Linked DNA regions of Muntiacus reevesi: region 1 is linked to region 2. The links are chromatin contacts, called in public Hi-C maps. All regions are on one chromosome and are shown on one strand. The core of a region is the stretch at or near the end of the contact, and the rest is flanking DNA. Distances in the headings are between cores, read along the strand shown.

The links. Hi-C and Micro-C count contacts between places; a contact is called where the count stands out from the background.
Region 1: a Hi-C map of muscle shows a contact between it and region 2, with 5 times the contacts expected there. The contact joins the promoter of NR2C2 here to the promoter of RBSN in region 2. A contact is called at or near these places in 2 of 3 Hi-C or Micro-C datasets (blood and muscle).

What each region holds. Positions count from the first base shown.
Region 1 is chr4:115,135,890-115,140,552 of mMunRee1.1, forward strand. It overlaps NR2C2 (nuclear receptor subfamily 2 group C member 2), which reads right to left and starts at 1,808. Exons shown (of 16, transcript XR_010663021.1): 1 at 1,676-1,808.
Region 2 is chr4:114,946,613-114,950,794 of mMunRee1.1, forward strand. It overlaps RBSN (rabenosyn, RAB effector), which reads left to right and starts at 1,339. Exons shown (of 12, transcript XM_065933966.1): 1 at 1,339-1,536; 2 at 3,333-3,657. The coding sequence starts at 3,510.

The DNA of each region.
Region 1 (4,663 bases), core at 558-3,057, 190 kb after region 2:
GTGGGGCTCAGCAAGTATCTGAGGAATTGAAGGGATGATAAAGGATTTTAATGTGGAAGTAAAGTGATTTTCTGATGCTTTCCCACCAAGTCATGTATTCAACAACTATGCATTTCATGGCTTTATTTTCCTTGAGTCTCGTTGATTATTCTTCTCCGTTACCTTATATTTCACAGACTTTAGCTCGGAGGTGGAGGGGGGGAACGGATGGAGCAATGAACTAACTGGCCAGCCTCACTGCACACCAAACGCCCTTCCCTCCCGGGGCTCTGCACTGGCCCTTTTCTCTCTCCCATGCTATTCCTCCCTTGGTTTCTTCTACTCAATCACCTTCTCACAGAGGGCCTCCCTGACCACTCAATGACAGTTTTCTCAGGCCTGCAACACACCACCCCCCACCCCCGATTCTAGGAGAGCAGGGGCCTGGTCTACCTGGTTCTCTGAATGTATCCCAGTACCCTGGGCTGAGCGAATACATATTTAACCAACTAATGAAAAGACAATACTCTGTTCTCTGAAGCCCTCCATACCCGTAAGCTTTCCACTCCAGGAGGCTCCACACTCCATTTTCAAAAATAACAACACTTCTGCAGGACTCGAGGCTTGCAAAGTAGCCTGGGCTCCATTTTCTGAGTTGAGCATCTCACACGAGCTGACAAGGGAGGTCCGGCCTGGTAAGAACGCCCATTCTCCCATTTTAGGGTCGATGAAATTGAGCCTCAGGAAGGGGATTCGCCCGCAGCCGCGCCGACAACACGGGCAGGAGCCCTAAGAGGTGTCGATTCCACAAAGCCCTATCCCACGGGCCGACGGCCCTGGGTTCAGGATGCTTCACCTTTATTACTATTGTTCAGCAGCGCTCTTTCCGGACGCACTCCAGGCGGCGGACGCGCCCCGGCCTTCGCCGCGTCCCCGAGCGTCCCTCGCGCCCCCGGCCGCGCCCCGCCCCGAGGCCCAACGCCCCGCCCCCAGGCCCCCACGCCGCGCCCCGGTCTCTGCTCCCGCCCCGCCAAGGGCTCCCGCGCCGCGAGGGGACAACCCCTGCCAGCAGAGCCCAATCAGCAGAGGCTCAGGGGGCGGGGCCGCGAGTCCCGGCCCTCCTAACTGGGCGCCAATTGACCCCCTCAGCTGTCACTCAGAAGGTCGCACCCGCACACCCGCCTTCCTCCCTTTCCTCCAACCCTCCCCTTCGGGTGGGGGGAAAAAAAACAGAAACGGCGGTTGGGCCACGGCGGTCGCCAACGGCGGGCGGGAAGCGGAGGGGAGAGGAGCCGGGGAGCGAGGGAAGGAGGGCTCTGGGGAGGAGCAGGCGATGAAGGAGGAGGAGGAGGGGAGCCCGGCCCAGCCGGAGCCGTCGCCGCCGAGGACAAAATGGCGGCGCTGGCGGAGGGCCAACTGTGAGGCGGGGCAGCCGTGTCCCCCCTCCGCCCCCACCCTCGCGCCGGCCGGGCCGGTCAGGGGGAGCCCGCTCGCCTCGCCGGCCGCGGGCGGGGAGGGGAGGGGAGCGGCCCGGCCCACTATGCAAAGCGGCCGGCGCCACCGCCCCGTGGCAAAGGTAAAAGGGTCGGGTTCAGCCGCCGCGGCGCCTCCATGTCCGCGCGCCAGGCCCGCCCCCTCCGCCGCCGGCCCGAGCCCGCCCCGGCCCCCTTTTTTTTTTTTTCCCTTCAATTTTTACCTCAGGATTTGGCGCCAAAGCGGCCTCGAAGCAGGTCCCGTGTCTGCGGCGGGTCGGCCCCCGGCGCGGAGGGCAGGACGCGGGGAGGAGGCCGGCTTCCCGGCGTCGGCGTTTGGCGGGAGCCCCCGGGCCGCTTAGGCTCGCGGGGCAGCTGGCGAGAGACGGGACGCCGAGGTGGGAGCTGGACGGCGGGGGCGGGCCCGGAGGCGCCGCCGGGGTCGCGGGGAAGGAGGGGTTTGTTATTGTTTTTGTCAGTGAAAGGTCAGAGTTCGTGACCCCGGTGCCGCCGCCGCCGCCGCCGCCCGCGCGCTGGGAGGAGGAGGGCGAATGTTCTTCTTCCTCTTCCCAGCGCCAGCCTCGACGCGGTCGCGGGGGGCGGGCGAGCACGCGATTGGCTGAGGCGCGCGCGCGCGCCGGAACGCGCCGGCCGCGCTGCTCCGGCCGGCCCCTCCGCGGCCGCGGCCCGGGCGGCGGCTCCGGTGTCCGCTGGGGTCTCCGCCCGGGCTCGGTCGCGCCGCCATACGGCCACCACGGAGGTTAAACGCCGCGGTCATCGGGGCGAGGGGTTGACTGGTCGTTGTCAAAAACCGGGAACGCCGGCCTCCCGTTATTCGGGGTGGCCCGCCCGCCCCTCCCGGGGGGCCCGCAAGCTCCTCGAGGCCGGGCGGGGGCCGCGTTCTCGCCGTAACGTCCCCCACCCCGGCCTCCGCCGAGCCCAGCCGAAGCCTCTGTGCTTGTGGACTGAAGAAGTGATGGCGGCGGAGCGCCCGGAGGGCGGAAGTGGGTGGTTTGTTGGGTGGGCGTTGACCTGTTCGTGCCCTCGGTGCGGATGATCCGAGGATGCACCAGCTTCTGGGACTATCAGGTAACGTGTTGAAGCCCTGCCAAACCTGTCACTGTCTTTTCTGGAATATATACCCCAAGTCTTAACGTCCAGAGTCTCCTCGCGGTTTGAAACTGAACAACAGTGCTTCCGTTCAGTTCAGTCGCTCAGTCGTGTCCGACTCTTTGCGACCCCGTGGACTGCAGCACGCCAGGCCTCCCTGTCCATCACTAACTCCCGGAGCTTGCTCAAACTCACGTCCATCCAGTCGGTGATGCCATCCAACCTTCTCATCCTCTGCCGTCCCCTTCTCCTGCCTTCAGGCTTTGACAGCATCAGGGTCTTTTCCAATGAGTCAGTTCTTCCCATCAGGTGGCCAAAGGATTGGAGCTTCAGCTTCAGTATCAGTCCTACCAATGAAGTGCAACAGTGCTCAAGTGTATACAAACAAACCCCTTGTAGAGTTGCTTACGTATATAAATACAGTTGCTTCTCTTGAGCCTATGAATCTGGGTTGGAGGTATTCACTAGGTATTTCTCTCAGTGATGGTTTGACTTGCTTTGCATGGTGCGGACTGCCGTTTTATTTGGGACGCCCTCAACTGCATAGGCCAGACTGCTTGATCACCGTGCTTTGTAGGCATAAGATCCGCTGATTGATTTTTTCCTTGAACTTTTCTTGTTTATTATGAGTAAATTCTGACTCCAAGATGGATGATTTAACCGTTTGTTTTTTTCCAACCAGTAGCCATTTAGCTTTTATCAGTGTGACCTCAACTTTGAGTATTTTGTCCATAATTTTGTAATGTTTTTATTTGATAGGAAATGCTTTAACACACCCATTTTTCTTGTTTTCACCTCTCAAGGAAGAGGAAGATGAGAACCAGAAAGGTCAAATGATATGCCTAAGGGAACACAGTATTTTGATGATAAATCCTTGTAAACATGTACTGCTTTGTAATTGTTTTCAAATTAAGTTTTCAGTGTTGTATTACCGCTTCTAGCTATAGCTTTAAAATACACACATTGAGGTTCTTTGTGGTTTTTTTGGGGGGGGGAAGGGGCAAACAAATTACAATTGTACTAGATTTTGAAATGAATACTAAACAATACTTAATGTTTCTGTGATGGCTTTTGATTTTCTCCATTTAATACTCACAGTTCTGTGAACAAGGCACTGTTATTTCATTTTACTGAGGTGAAGGAACTGATGACCAGATAAGTGACCTTTCTGGTGCTACAGGTGCAGAAAATGAAGCCAAAGCTCTGATCTAGTCCTTTTGAACTTTTATGTTGTAAGCCATGTCATATCAGTTTGCTCTGTTTGTAGTGGTAGTCAGTAAATTGCCAGTAAAAACCTTGGTTAATGTTGATATTAAAAGTAATAGCAGGGCCTTCCTGGAGGTCCAATGATAAGCCTTGGCTTTCCAATGCAAGGAAGAGGAGGCCTGGTCGGGAGCTGAGACCCCACATGCCTTGTGGGCAAAAAAACAGAAGCAATATTGTAACAAGTTCAATAAAGACTTAAAAAATTTTTTTAATAACAAGGCTTCTTAATCTTGAGCACTTTTCTGCCTCAGGAAACAGAAGCACAAGGACAGGCACACGCAGACTGCTGTTACAGGATCAGCAGGTAACGGCCTCTGCAAACAGGTAGGCACTGCCAGCGCCAGTTTTTTTGCTCCACTGTGTGTTGGACGGAAGTTTTTAGTGGTAACTCTTAAGTGGCTTTGTACCACTTGATGGATTTTATAATAACAAAAATACACACATTGTCTTACACTAGGTATACTTTTCTTTTTTTGACTGTTAATACAAAGTCTCCACATTTGCATTCACAGTGCTTTGAAAGTTGTTTTATCAGCCTTTAAACTATTCTTGATTGGGGAGTGCACTTCAGAACTGCCAGGCGCGTGCTGGGTCTGAAAACTCCGGGTGGGGCCTGGCATCAGCGTGTCTACTGGGCACCCCATATCATTCTGATGCATGCCGCAGGCTCAAATCACTGATCGAATTCCAAAAACATGGGGCAAAAAGAAAACTTTTTGTTCAAGAATTTTTTTTGACTTCTTGACTGTGCCTGAAGACCACTCAGTCACAGAACCGTTGGGGGAATGATCTGTCTGGTAGGACCCAGCGCTGGTATGTTCATCTCCTCAGCATCT
Region 2 (4,182 bases), core at 89-2,588:
GCTAAGTGGATGCAGATACCTTTTTCAGTTAGTCTTTTCTTCAGATAAAACCTAGAAGCACAATTAACGAACCCTATTGCAGCTCTGTTTTTAATGTTTTGAGGCACTCCATACTGTTTTCCAGAGTGGCTGCATCATTCCCAGTTCCCATCTTCATCAACACATTTCTTTGTGATACAGCCACTCAGTTACAAGGTGATGTCTCACTGCCACCACGTTTTGCATTTGAAGATTCACAGATTTTCCTGACCACACTATATGTGCTGGGGTTGGATCCTCTGTCTTATTTCAAGCTTAAGCTCATGCAGTAATATTCCAGACGGCTCCACATACTGCATGTTTCTCAAATACGCCTTTTCTCTCTAGCTGTCAGGAACTTTATGTACTAGGTATATGTGCTCAGTTGTGTGTGACTATTTGGGACCCCACTGATTGTAGCCCACCAGGCTCCTCTGTCCGTGGGATTTTCCAGGCAAGCATACTGGAGTGGGTTGCCATTTCCTCCTCCAGGGGATCTTCCCTACCCAGGGATTGAACCCACATCTCCTGCATTGCCTGGAGGATTCTTTACCACTGAATCACCTGGGAAACCCCAGAATTTTTATTGTTTCTAATTAATTTATTAATAGAACTGCAGTTGTTGGTCTGGAGGAGGCATTAAAGACCACTGGATGCCTCATATACCGCACACCTTGGCCAAGGCCTAAAGGGCTACAAGGCTCAGTTTTCCAATTTGTGCAATGGAGTGGAAAGCAAGGGGTGGGGTTTAACTTCACTTACCCCCACCCCCGCCCCCCTACTCCCAGCCCCTGAACTTCCAGTAGTTACGTAAGGATGTGAGAGTTGGTCCGTAAAGAAGGCTGAGTGCCAAACAATTGACGTTTTCCAATTGTGATCGTGGAGGAGAACCTTGAGAGTCCCTTGGACTGCAAGGACATCAAACCAGTCAATCCTAATGGAAATCAACCCTGAATATTCATTGGAAGGACTGATGCTGAAGTTGAACTTTCGGTACCTTGGCCACGTGACGCGAAGAGCTGACTCACTGAAAAGACCCTGATGCTGGGAAAAATTGAAGGTGGGAGGGAAGGGGATGAGCGGGTTGGATGGCATCACCACTCGATGGACATGAGTTTGAGCAAACTCCGAGAGAGACACCGAGAGAGGATAGGGAAGCCTGGCATGCTGCAGTCGTGGGGTCGCAAGGCGTCAGACACTACTTAGCCCTTGAACAACCACCCCAACTTCCGGGGTTGGGAAAAACGTAAAATCAAGGAGCGTCCCCGGCCACTCGCTCCGGCGCCTGCGCAGAGGCCGCCGCTGCGCCGTTCTGGGGAATTCTCGGCCTCTCGACTACTCGGCGCTCCTAGGTCTTCGCTCCCCCGGTGTTTTGGTGTCGGTGCCGCCGCAGGCGTGCCTGCCGAGCGCCGAGCTGCTGATGGAGATGGCGGCCGCGCCCGAGTGAAGGCTCGTGGAGGCCCAGAGCCCGCCTTTGAGGGCTGGACAGGCCTGCGCGCCCGCGGGGTCCCAAGCGGGGTACAGAGAGGGCCAGGCGGGTCCCCGCGTCGGGGCGCCGGACCGCTTCGGCAAGCAGACAGGCGGTTGGTGGCCCTGTGTGGTGGGTGTGACTTGCGGGCCGGGCGCTGGCCTCTTCTGCCGCGCGTCCCGCCCGAGTGTCCGCGGTGCGTTTACTCCGGCCGCGGCTGCGCGGGGCCGCCTTAGCGGCCTCGGGTCCTGCGGCGGGGGCTGCGTGGTCCCGGGGGGCAGAGAGCGGCCGGCGGCTCTCGCGCCGGACGAGGAGATGCAGGAACCGTGGGCCTTACTTGGGTTTCGGACGGGATTTCGGGTGTGAGGGGCCCGCTTGTGTTGTGGACGTGGGGCCCAGCCAGGTGGTTTGTGGTGGGTGTTTGGTTTTGTGATCTTAGACTTCGTTCATTCATTCATTCCCTCCCGGGGCGTTACTGGGATCGTCGGAGGTTCGTGCCGGGTACTGACCCAGCGGGTGTGGTGGTGAGAACGTGGACGTGGCCTCTGCCGTCACACTGCTCACAGGCTGTGGATTTTAGTCGCTTTGTGTACCTGTGATTGCAAATTGAGGTTAGTGCTGTGAAGAGAGGTGCAGGGCTATGGGCAGGAGAACACCGTGAGCAGCGCTTTTCCGAGGACCTGAGGGTGCCTTGAGATTTCGGGAGTGTTTTGGATTTGCGGCTGGTTGGGTGAGTGGGAAGAGAAGAGGCTCACGTGAGCCTCTGGCTAGGAACTGCTTGTTCTTTCAGCGGCTGTCTGGAAAAGGGGCTGAGAAGTGAGTGTGTGTAATCATCGGGCTTTTTCACTGGAGAAAGAAAACAGGAACCTCGTGTTTCATTTGTTTATTTCCTGGGTCACCGACCCGTTTCGCTTTGATGACTGGGCAGTCCCTCTTCAGTGGCCCTGTAAGCGGGTCCATCCGCAGCTCAAAGCTGAGGTTCATACGTTCCTCCTCACTCTCCACCCTCGTTTTTGGCCTCAGATTCTTGAGAAATTTCTCTGCTTTGTTGGAATGGTTTTGCCTACGTTTTCCCTATGGCTGGGAGTCTTTCCAAGTTGACATTGAAAGTGACTTTGTCCAGGCTGGATAAAACTGAAAATGTAACTTATTAAACTCTGAATTGTTTAAGCACTGGGTTCTTTTATTTTTGAGGCAGGGAGAACGTTAGGCGTGCTGGTTTATAAAGTCTAGTAAGTTTATTGGAGAACAAGTATTGTACAAACATAAGGCACGAAATATATTTTTCTTCTTTTGATAAGTATTTGTGTTATTTTCAGTTCGAGGCTATCAAAGTAGACTTTTCTTTCTGATCGCTCAAGTTTCTAATGCTGTTCCTTAGACTGAAGTTGGAATTTCTGTTTGGTTTCTAGGATAGATGCTATCCCTTTTACATCAGTGCATTTCTGACACAGATGCAAAAACTCCATATATGTAGTTGAATAAAATGGTCAAGGGAGAGAGAGTCAAGTAAAAACTTGCACTTGTTGAGAACTACTTCAGACATGGTATACACATTATGAAGTTGGAATAAATGTTAGAGAATTGACACTTTTGACGTTATATTTTTATTTCTTTTCTTCAGGAGTCTGTGCTTCCCCCTTCATTGAGTTGCTGTTGCCCAGTGATGGTCTCTTAGAAAGTTTAGGTTTCCATCTAAGGATTTGAGAAAGCAGTTTGTATTCTCAGACTTGCACTGGAAAACATTCAGTACCTATCTTGAATTGTGAAAAGAACAAGGAAGGTTCTCAGTTGCTGCTAATTTGCCTGACTTTGTTCCCCCCTCTTTTCTTTTTTCCTTTCTCAGGACTTCTACTCCAGAGAGGACACCTCATCCAGGACTATGATGCCACTTCCCCAGCGTCTGGGTGCTGCTTGATCCCTTGTCTAAGCTCATGCTGCGGGATCCCTTGTCTCTTGTGGAGGAATCCAGCTGACTCTTGGCATGAGGGCCCTGCGTTGTGGGGGTTGAGAGAGACACCCCATGGCGTCTCTGGATGACCCAGGAGAAGTGAGAGAGGGCTTCCTCTGCCCTTTGTGCCTGAAGGACCTGCAGTCTTTCTATCAGCTGCAGTCACATTATGAGGAAGAGCACTCCGGGGAAGACCGTGATGTCAAAGGGCAAATTAAAAGTAAGAGGCTAGGATTTCCTGCTTATCCTGTTCTGTCACTGGGAGCTTTAACTTGTGGGATGGTTTTTATCAGCTCCTGTGGTTGTCACTGTCAACTAAAAAAAGATGTACAACTTGAGAGTTGTGAGTTAAGTTTTATTTGGGGCAAAATGAGGACTGCGGCCTGGGAGGCAGCATCTCAGAAGCTCTGAGAGACTGCTCCACAGCAGCAGTGGGGAAGGTCAATATATAAGCTTTTGGTGAAGGGGGAATTCAATACCATGAAGCACTCAATTTATAAAAACTTTTTTGTTAGTCATGAGGGTCTGATGTCACCATGAAGGGATTTAGAGCTTCTCTAGATATGAGGAGATGCAAGGATTGAGATCATAAAATCTGTTCCTAAAAACATCCAACTATCTAAAGACCTGTCCCACCAGATTCCCTAGAGCACAGAGTACCTCACTCCACCCTGAACTCCCTCAGGGATTGTTGAAGGTCACCAGCTGGAGCAGTGTGGGGTTCAATCTCCATAGAGGCAGATGG